Linked DNA regions of Rattus norvegicus: region 2 is linked to region 1. Evidence: chromatin contacts called from public Hi-C data. All regions are on one chromosome and are shown on one strand. Each heading gives the region's core, a stretch centred on a gene start, on an enhancer-like site or on the middle of the called end of the contact. The rest is flanking DNA. Distances are from core to core; before and after follow the strand shown. Region 1 holds the start of Phf20 (PHD finger protein 20). Region 2 overlaps Phf20 (PHD finger protein 20).

What was found. Hi-C and Micro-C count contacts between places; a contact is called where the count stands out from the background.
Region 2: a contact with region 1 is called in a Hi-C map of psoas muscle, with 1.8 times the contacts expected there. The contact joins the enhancer-like site here to the promoter of Phf20 in region 1. A contact is called at or near these places in 3 of 12 Hi-C or Micro-C datasets (hepatocytes, kidney and psoas muscle).

Annotation. Positions count from the first base shown.
Region 1 is chr3:165,168,196-165,172,087 of GRCr8, forward strand. It overlaps Phf20 (PHD finger protein 20), which reads left to right and starts at 2,142. Exons shown (of 18, transcript NM_001107795.1): 1 at 2,142-2,298.
Region 2 is chr3:165,224,370-165,228,626 of GRCr8, forward strand. All of the region lies in intron 4 of Phf20 (PHD finger protein 20), which reads left to right. Among named protein-coding and RNA genes, the nearest start is that of Cnbd2, 53 kb to the right of the region's middle. Within about 2 kb of position 1,607, at least 33 of the 93 cell types and tissues checked have an H3K27ac peak or open chromatin away from gene starts, as enhancers often do.

The DNA of each region.
Region 1 (3,892 bases), core at 892-3,391:
TGCGCACTCTTTTTTTTTTTTTTTTTCTTTTTTCTTTTTTTCGGAGCTGGGGTCCGAACCCAGGGCCTTGCGCTTCCTAGGCAAGCGCTCTACCACTGAGCTAAATCCCCAACCCCATGGTGTACACTCTTAATCCTAGCTCTTGGGAGCAGAGGCAGGTGGATCTCTGAGGTCTAAGACAGTCAGAGCTACACAGAGAAACCTTGTTCCGAAAAACCAAAATAAGTAAATAAGTACAGAAGGACCCTGGCATCCAGAAGTAGGAGAGAATGATTCATGCAACTTGTATTCTGACTTACACATGAGTCTTCTAAGCATGCATGTGCGCACACACATACACGCAACATTAAAATAAATAAATACATGCAATAAGATATAGGCTCTTTCTATGTAACCCTGGCGGGACTGGAACTCACTCTATAGAACAGGCTGGCCTCCAACTCATAGAAGTAATGTCTGCCTCTGCCTCCAGAGTACTTTTTTAAAGGCCTGTGTCACCACACCCAGCCAATTATAGACAATTCAGAAAAGAGGAACTGACAGAAAAGAGCTGGGCATGGTTGCAAGTCCAACAATTGGAAGGCTGAGGGGACAGGCTGTGCTCAGGAGACCTTGTTTAAAAAAGAAAGGGGCCGGGGGTGGTGTCCTCTGTGAAGAATTCCTGATAAGAAAACCAGCTAGGCCTCCGGAGTCAGATTGCTGAAAAGAGTGAGTGTGGAGAGTTTGGAATGTTGCAAGTCTCAGAGCTGGTTTCTCTTGGGTTCTCTAAAGAGCCCATCTGTGGGTCAGATCTAGGATCCTGATATAAGAGAAACCTTGAACTGTATAGTTAGTAAACAAAGCCCTATTCTCCAACAATGGAAGGGCTAGGAATGCTACCACACAGCTTCTAAGCCCTCCTGCTGAGATTACCCCACTTTAACTATTTACTTAATGTTTCTACTAATGTATTTTTGTTTTTGTTTTGATTCTTTTGAGAGAGGGTTTCTTTACATAGCCCTAGCTGTCGTAGAATTTACTATGTATGGGATTAAAGGAGTCACCACACCTGGCCTCTACTAATGTGTATTTTTAAAAATGCCTTGGTTTATAGCTTTGCTTTGTTTCTATAAAACTCCATGAAACTACCTCCATGAAGTAGGGTAATTTAAATCTGTATTTTTCCAGGGTATGAAAATTTACACTTTGGTTGCACAAATTATCTCTTAATCCCTTTGTTTGAAGAGCTATGTTTTTTTTTTGTGGACAATAACTTTAATCTCAGTATGACAGGGGCAGAAATGTACAGCACTGTGAGTTCAAGGCTAACTTGTTCTACTTACTGAGTTCCAGACTAGACAAGGATACATATTGAGACTGTTTCAAAAGAAAAAGAAAAACAAAAACAAGAAAAACGTCAGAAAGTGTGGTTAGATGAGCAAAGGCATAGGTGCGGATGGATAGATTGATTGACCAGTTAAGTAGTGTAGGGACATGTTGTGATTAGAGTTATAATTTAAGAAGTGAAAGTTCGGTTGCTTCCAGTGTCAAATCAAATCATGATCTCCTCAGTAAATAGCAATGTTATCACCTCTCGTTGGCACTTACTAAGTCCCACTGGGAAAACCTCTCTTTTGTTGAGGTTGCATCTTGGACCTTTGTCCCTAGAGACAAAAATACAGCTCTTTTTCTTCTCAGCCTCCGTTGGAATCCTTTTCTAGGGATGAGAGAGCAAAGACAGGTGAGAAGGTTCAGATGAGGACTTGAAAGAGGCAGAGCACAGAGGGTGAACTGGATGTGTGAGAATGAGAAAGCCTGGTGACAATCGATCTTGAAGACTTAGCTCTTCATCTGGAGAAGGGAAGAAGTCGATATGAGAAGCCCTTGCGTGTGAAGAGCGGATTGGAAGAGGGAAAGTAATGATCTGTAAAGACTACGATCTTCCTGGAGAGTGGTGACAGAGGGGGTAGAGGGAGGTGGGTGACTTCCAGACGCATTTAGAAGGAGAATTAAGAAGGCAGATGGACAGTATCCAGGCCCCTGCTTCTGGTGACCTCAGCGGTCACGGGTGAGTGCGGACTTGGTGTTCCCGCTTCAGGGAGATGGGCGTGGCTTGCTCGCGCTGTCGCCCTGGTGACCGGGCGGGGCGGGGCCCGGGGCGGGGCTGTGGAGCGGCTGCGTCACTCGGTGGTGGAGATGGTGCGTGTGTGTGGGGGGCGGGGGATACGCTGGGCGCGTCCCCGGGGTCACGTGGTGCGCAGCGCGCACAGTCCTTCTGTCGGTTGGTCTGGAGCGGCGCAGCAGGAGCGGGGCCGTGAGGTGAGCTCGTGGCGAGGCGCGGCGACGCGAAGCAGCTGGTTGGGGCCGTGTCGGGAGCAGGCCCCGTGCCGCGCGCGCGCTGTGCGGGCGGGACCGGGGACGGACGCCCTGGCCACTGCGGGACCCTGGCTCAGTCCTGTTCTCCGACTGGCCCCCGGATCACCCAGCCCCGGAGGGAGGCCCGGGGACCGCTGCTGAGAGCGTGGCGGGCGTGCGAGCGCCGCCCAATCACTGCGGCTACCCGCGGGAATGACGGCCTCCCAGGCCAATCAGCGCGGTCCGAGGGGGCTGGGCCGCGAGGTGCGGGCCCGGGGCGCGGAACGGGGCTGTGGGGGTGGGGAGGGGTGCGGAGGCTGCACCCCCTGCTTAGCCCGCGAGATAGGGGGAGGCCTACGCTGCTGCCTCTGCTGCGGGAACGGGTTTTCGTGTAGTGCCTTTCTTATCCTGCTCTGGGAAGCACACCCTTTCCTCAAGACCCTGTATATGGGAGTGTCCCCTTTCTCTGTAGTTTGGAAAATCTGGGCGTCCTCCCCTTCCTTAAACTCAAGTCTTGGGATTTTTCTCTGAATTTCTAGCCGTCCCTAAAAACGAACTGAAGTCATACTCTTTTCTTTGCTCCCCCATACTGAGGGAACACTCCCATATTCAAACCTAATTAAGTTCTCCCCTTTCAGTTTGGGGTTCAGTCCGTTGATAGGTTCTTCAGAAGTCAGGTCATTAACCAAAGTTATAAAATACTTTATTACATTCCATAACTCTGAGGAGGAGTTCTTTCCAGGCCTCAGATCTGGTATGTTTTCAGAAGTTAGTGAATTTGGGGGTCAGTCCTTCAGTCTGGAATGCGCATCCCTTTCAAGTTCTTCTCCAAATCCTGATGCTTGTGGCACATAGTTTTCAGTTTCACTATAGGGGATTCACTGACTTGTCCTTAAGTCTGTCCTTGGGGCTTCACTTTTTCACGTGTTCTTCAACCTAATTTGTGTCTGGGGGGTGGGGGAGGGACTTGTTTTCCTACCTGAGAGAATCTTTAAGGTTTGAGATGCACCTCTCTTTGCAGGAAACATACCACCCTCGGGGTGCTGCAAGTGCTCTGGGCACACCTTTCTCCTGAATCCTTTCATTCCTAGATATGGTCAATCTTGAGCATTCCCCCACCTACCCATTTCCCCACATCATCCTTTTTTTTTTCCTAGTTGAAAAAACGTATTTATTTATTGTCGTGTGCCATAACGCACATGTGGTGATCACAGGCCAAGTTGCAGGAAGTTATTCCTCTGCTTCCACTTCGCGGGTCTTAGGGATCAAACTCGGTCATTCTTGGCTGCGTGCTTGCTGAACCATCTAGCTAGCCAGCCTTCCTCCTGTGGGACCAGTGCTGTGTAGCTATCTGGGAACCTACCATGCAGTCCCGGTGGCCTATGATCCTCCTGCCCTAGTGGCCTGGGTGCTGAGATTATTGGTGCTCTTTCCTTTTTCCTTCCCTCCTGTCTGTCTGTCTGTCTGTCTTCCTTCCTTCCTTCCTTCCTTCCTTCCTTCCTTCCTTCCTTCCTTCCTTCCTTTTTCTTCCTAGCTTTTCTGCCATTCAAGATAGTTC
Region 2 (4,257 bases), core at 357-2,856, 56 kb after region 1:
TTACTTAATTGAAAGACGTGGAGACTGAGTAGAGGTCTCTGCTGAGGCCTGTCTATATTGCGCTAAAAAGCCTTGGTGGTTCTTGAGACTGATTGAAGAGGGAGGGTGAGAGGATATAGAGTGGACTAAATCCTGAAGTGGGAGGCTAGCAAGGCATGCTGGAAAAGTTAAGGGAGTGAAGCCGGTGATTTCTTTCCTCTAAGCAGTGTCACTCTGCCAACTGGTTCTTAGTATTGTCTTTGAGGCTGGCAGAGTAAGGGGCGCTTGTGGGCATGGTTGCTATAGTGCTCGACTTGTCTGCTTCTGGAACCTGTAGTTTTCCTACCTCAGCCTCATCTGGGTTACAGGCATTTGCCATCTTTTCCCATCCTCTCTATGCCCCTCCATCCCTCCTCTTCACTTTGGTTTTTCAGTCCTGGGTATTAAACTCAAGGCTTGGGTCGACCAGGACAGTGCTCTACCACGGAGCTATATGCTCCAAGCTCTTGACTGTATTTCCCTTCCTATCCTGGATTTTTCTGCCTGCCTCATGTGGTTTGCTCAGTAGCCACATGGGACCTGTGAGGAGGAGGCAAAGCTCTGCTGGCTGGCTGGATGCTTTTCGATTTCCTCTGAGCGACTCTGTCTAGTCCAGGCTGCTGGGGGAAGCGGAACCCAGGGCAAAACATTCATCTTCAGCTTAACTTTCTTACTGCTCTTAGCTTCCTTGGGGGTTTCCTGAGGCAGAGCAGGCCCTGGGAACTGTAGGCAGTGAGGGAGCAGCATCTACTGTCATGGGGGGTTCTGGCATGATTAATCAACCCTAAATAACTCAAGAGCTTCTTAGGGAAATTGGTTAACACTTGTGGGGTGGGGAGAAGCGAGCGCACAAGCAAGCAGTATTTGTCTTTGGGGGGTGTGTGTGTTTGTTTGTTTAAGGTAGATTCCTGTAGCCGGGCTGGTTTTGAACATACCGTGTAGTTGAGGATCCCCTTGACTGGTGATCCTCCTGCCTCCACCTCCAGAGAGTTGGGACTATAAAATCCTTTCATCCACCTGGTTTGGTTTTGTTTTTGAATTAGGATCTGACTTCAAGCTCCTGGCTAGCCTGTTCTTACTGTGCAATCAAGGCTGGCGTTGAGCTCATAGCAGTCCTCTTGCAAGTCCAACTGCTAAGGTTACAAATTCAGACCACTGTGCCCAGTTTTTTTATTGGGTTTTGGCAGTGAAAAAAGAACCTCATTTAGTGTGAAGCAGCCATAGTTGGAAGCCATGTTACACCTCCAATTCCAGTTTATATAGAAATGAAAGATAGGATTCTGTGTTCAGAAAGTCAAGTGTGTGTGTATGTGTGTGTGTGTGTGTGTGTGTGTGTGTGTGTGTGAGAGAGAGAGAGAGAGAAAGAGAGTGTGTGTGTGTGTGTGTGTGTGTGTGTGTGTGTGTGTGTGTGTGGTGCTATTTCACTCCTCTTTGCAACTTTTTTTCCTTAAGAGAATCTGGCTAGGTTTCTGAGGCTGGCTTACATTTTTGGACTTAACTGCTCCTTCTGCCTCAGACATCCTAGGAGTTGGATCGTGTACTGCCCTGCCCAGAGCCACATGACCTTCACCACTGCTCACAAGCTTTCTCACTGAAGAAACTGCAAGTGACTAGCATTAGCAACAAGATAGGTTCCTTCCTGTTGATCTTATGTTGCCCAGACTGTCTGGAGATTTAACTGTCTAGACCAGGCTGGCTTCGAACTTGAAATAGTTCTTATGTGGGTGCTTCCTACATGCTGGGGTTAAGGGTGAGTGCACTAAGCAAGTCTTCCTCCTAATTAAATGCAGGTTTCTAGGTCACGTGTTCCCCTTTCCCCCAGTTCAATCTATTTTGGGCCTGTGCCTGGAGTTTGCCTTCACCACAGGAAATGCCATGGAAATGGTCTTCCCAGTCTCTGCAGAAGCAGTTCTTTTTTATTTCTTCTTTCTGCTGTAACTGAACCTACATTTGGAGTATGGGGAGGTTAGTACCTTGTGAATAGATTTGCAAGAAGGGAAATAAAAGGAAGACAGGCCCACTCATGCAGGATCTAACTTCCTTCTGGTCGTATTGTCTGTGGAGTGGTTAATGGTACACTTCTCTCAGTGTGACTTGTTGAGTGGTAATAATTAGAGCCACTTACTGATCTGTTTCCCTGAGACAGGCTCTAGCTAAGTAGTTTCCACACTCTGTTGCTTTTAAGACTGAGTCTTACTGTGTAGCTTGGGCTGGCCTAGAACTCATGCTTTCCTTGCTTCTGCTTCTCCATTGATAGTCTGTGCCACTATACCTGGTTGAATTTGCACATCTTATTCAGATGTCATACAAGGGGAGAAAGGATCTTACCATCAAGCTCATCCTTGTTTTGTAGGCAGGAAATGAAGCTCACAGGACAGAATTAACATGAATAAACACAAAGAACAGAGCTGAGGTTTGAGGGCTGTAAGGCTCTGGGACTCCATCTCCTGTAGTTCAAACCTGCATATCCAGAACATCCCAGCAGGGTTTCCTGAAAGGTCACAAGTTGTTCAGTATGCGTGGGTATTCACTGATTTCGGTAGGGAAGATGTCAAGTGTGCCCTTGTTTTTTTCTTTTTAAGATATGGAGTCATTGTGTAGCTCTATCTGGTCTGGAACTTCCTACGTAGATCAGGCTGATCTTGAACTCACAGAGATCCATCTACCTCTGCCTTCACCTCTACCTGGGATTAAAGGTGTGTGCTACTGTGCCTGACTTTGCTCATTCTTCTGACTCGATTGCATGATTTAGTCATCTGCACAGACCCTCTTAGGTATTTTTGTTTTTAAATAATCTTGTGGTGTCTTTCTTTTTTATTTAAGATTGATTTATTATATATAAGTGCACTGTCGCTGTCTTCAGACACACCAGAAGAGGGCATCAGATCTCATTACAGATGGCTGTGAGCCACCATGTGGTTGCTGGGATTTGAACTCAGGACCTCTGGGAGAGCAGCCAGTGCTCTTAACCACTGAGCCATCTCTCCAGCCCAATCTTAGGATGTCTTAAGCAAGTTTGTATTTTATTGTGGCTATTGTTGATTATATGCTATTCATGTGCTGTGGGTTGGTATTCCTGGTAGGTAGATGGTTGTTGGCCTTTTAGTGCCTAGTAGTATCATGGGAGTCCTGACTGGGGAACAGGCCCTAGTTGTTGGCCTATGAAGTGGTTATGGGCCACGTACTGCTCTTGATTGGGACTCACTTGAGCAGTTAGAAGTCTGAGAGGGGAGCTAGGCTTGGTGGTTCAGGCCTACAGTCCCAGCTACTCAAGAAACAGGAGGATCTTAGTTCAAGGCCAGCCTGGAAATAAGATAATGAACTCACAAGACCAGTGAAAACAAAGCAGTTTTCAACAAACAGTTTCAGAGAGCAGGACACCTATGACTGGCATGCTGATTTCATGCCAGACAGTGGTTTTCAAAGTCCTGGAATCCTAGAAATTTCTAGTCTTCTCTCCTAGACTTGGACTTGTCCCTTTCCCCAATTACTAATCTTCTAGGTTTAGGTCACAGAGCCTGTTTATAGACTGATTTGGGGCTTGGGACACATGGGCCTTTCTGATCATGGGCTCAATATTGTAGCACCAAACCTAAATTTCCAACTCTTAATTTTGAGACAGGGAGGACCTGGGGCCTCCTGCTCTTATGTAACCAGTGAGTTCTAAGCATGCCTCACACTGAAAGTGAAGGTGACAATTTATGTCTTACGTTGGGAAGCTTAGTGAGACCCGTCTTAGAGAAAAGAGAAGGCGGGATTTATCGCTCTGGTTGGATGATTTGGGAAATGTCCTATGCAGAAAGCAAGGCCAGTATTTAAAATAATAGCTCTGAAGCCTGAGGCATGGGGAGGAGGACCCTGTGGTCATCTACGTCTTCAGATGTCAGGGCTCTTTGTGGACGCTTGAGGTCATACGTGGTGGGAAAACATGTAGTTTTTGTTTTGATTGAATCTTGATATGTAGCTAGCTAGCTAGCTCTAGTTAGCCTGGGCACTAGTTATGGGGGCGGACCTTAGAGAAGAAAAGTTTGTAGAACTTCTGTAGTTGGCTCCCTACACCACTTCTGCATTCTGACTGCTTCCAAGGTTGTCTGAAATGCTGAGTTATTAGCCTCAGAGGGCAAGGCTTCCTTTGTTTGACCAGGCACTGATGGGGGTGGTGGGGCTTAAGCTAACCAAGATAGGTAGACCTTCTTCTGTGCCTGCAGAGGCTAGAGAAGGGTGTCATATCCTCTGGAG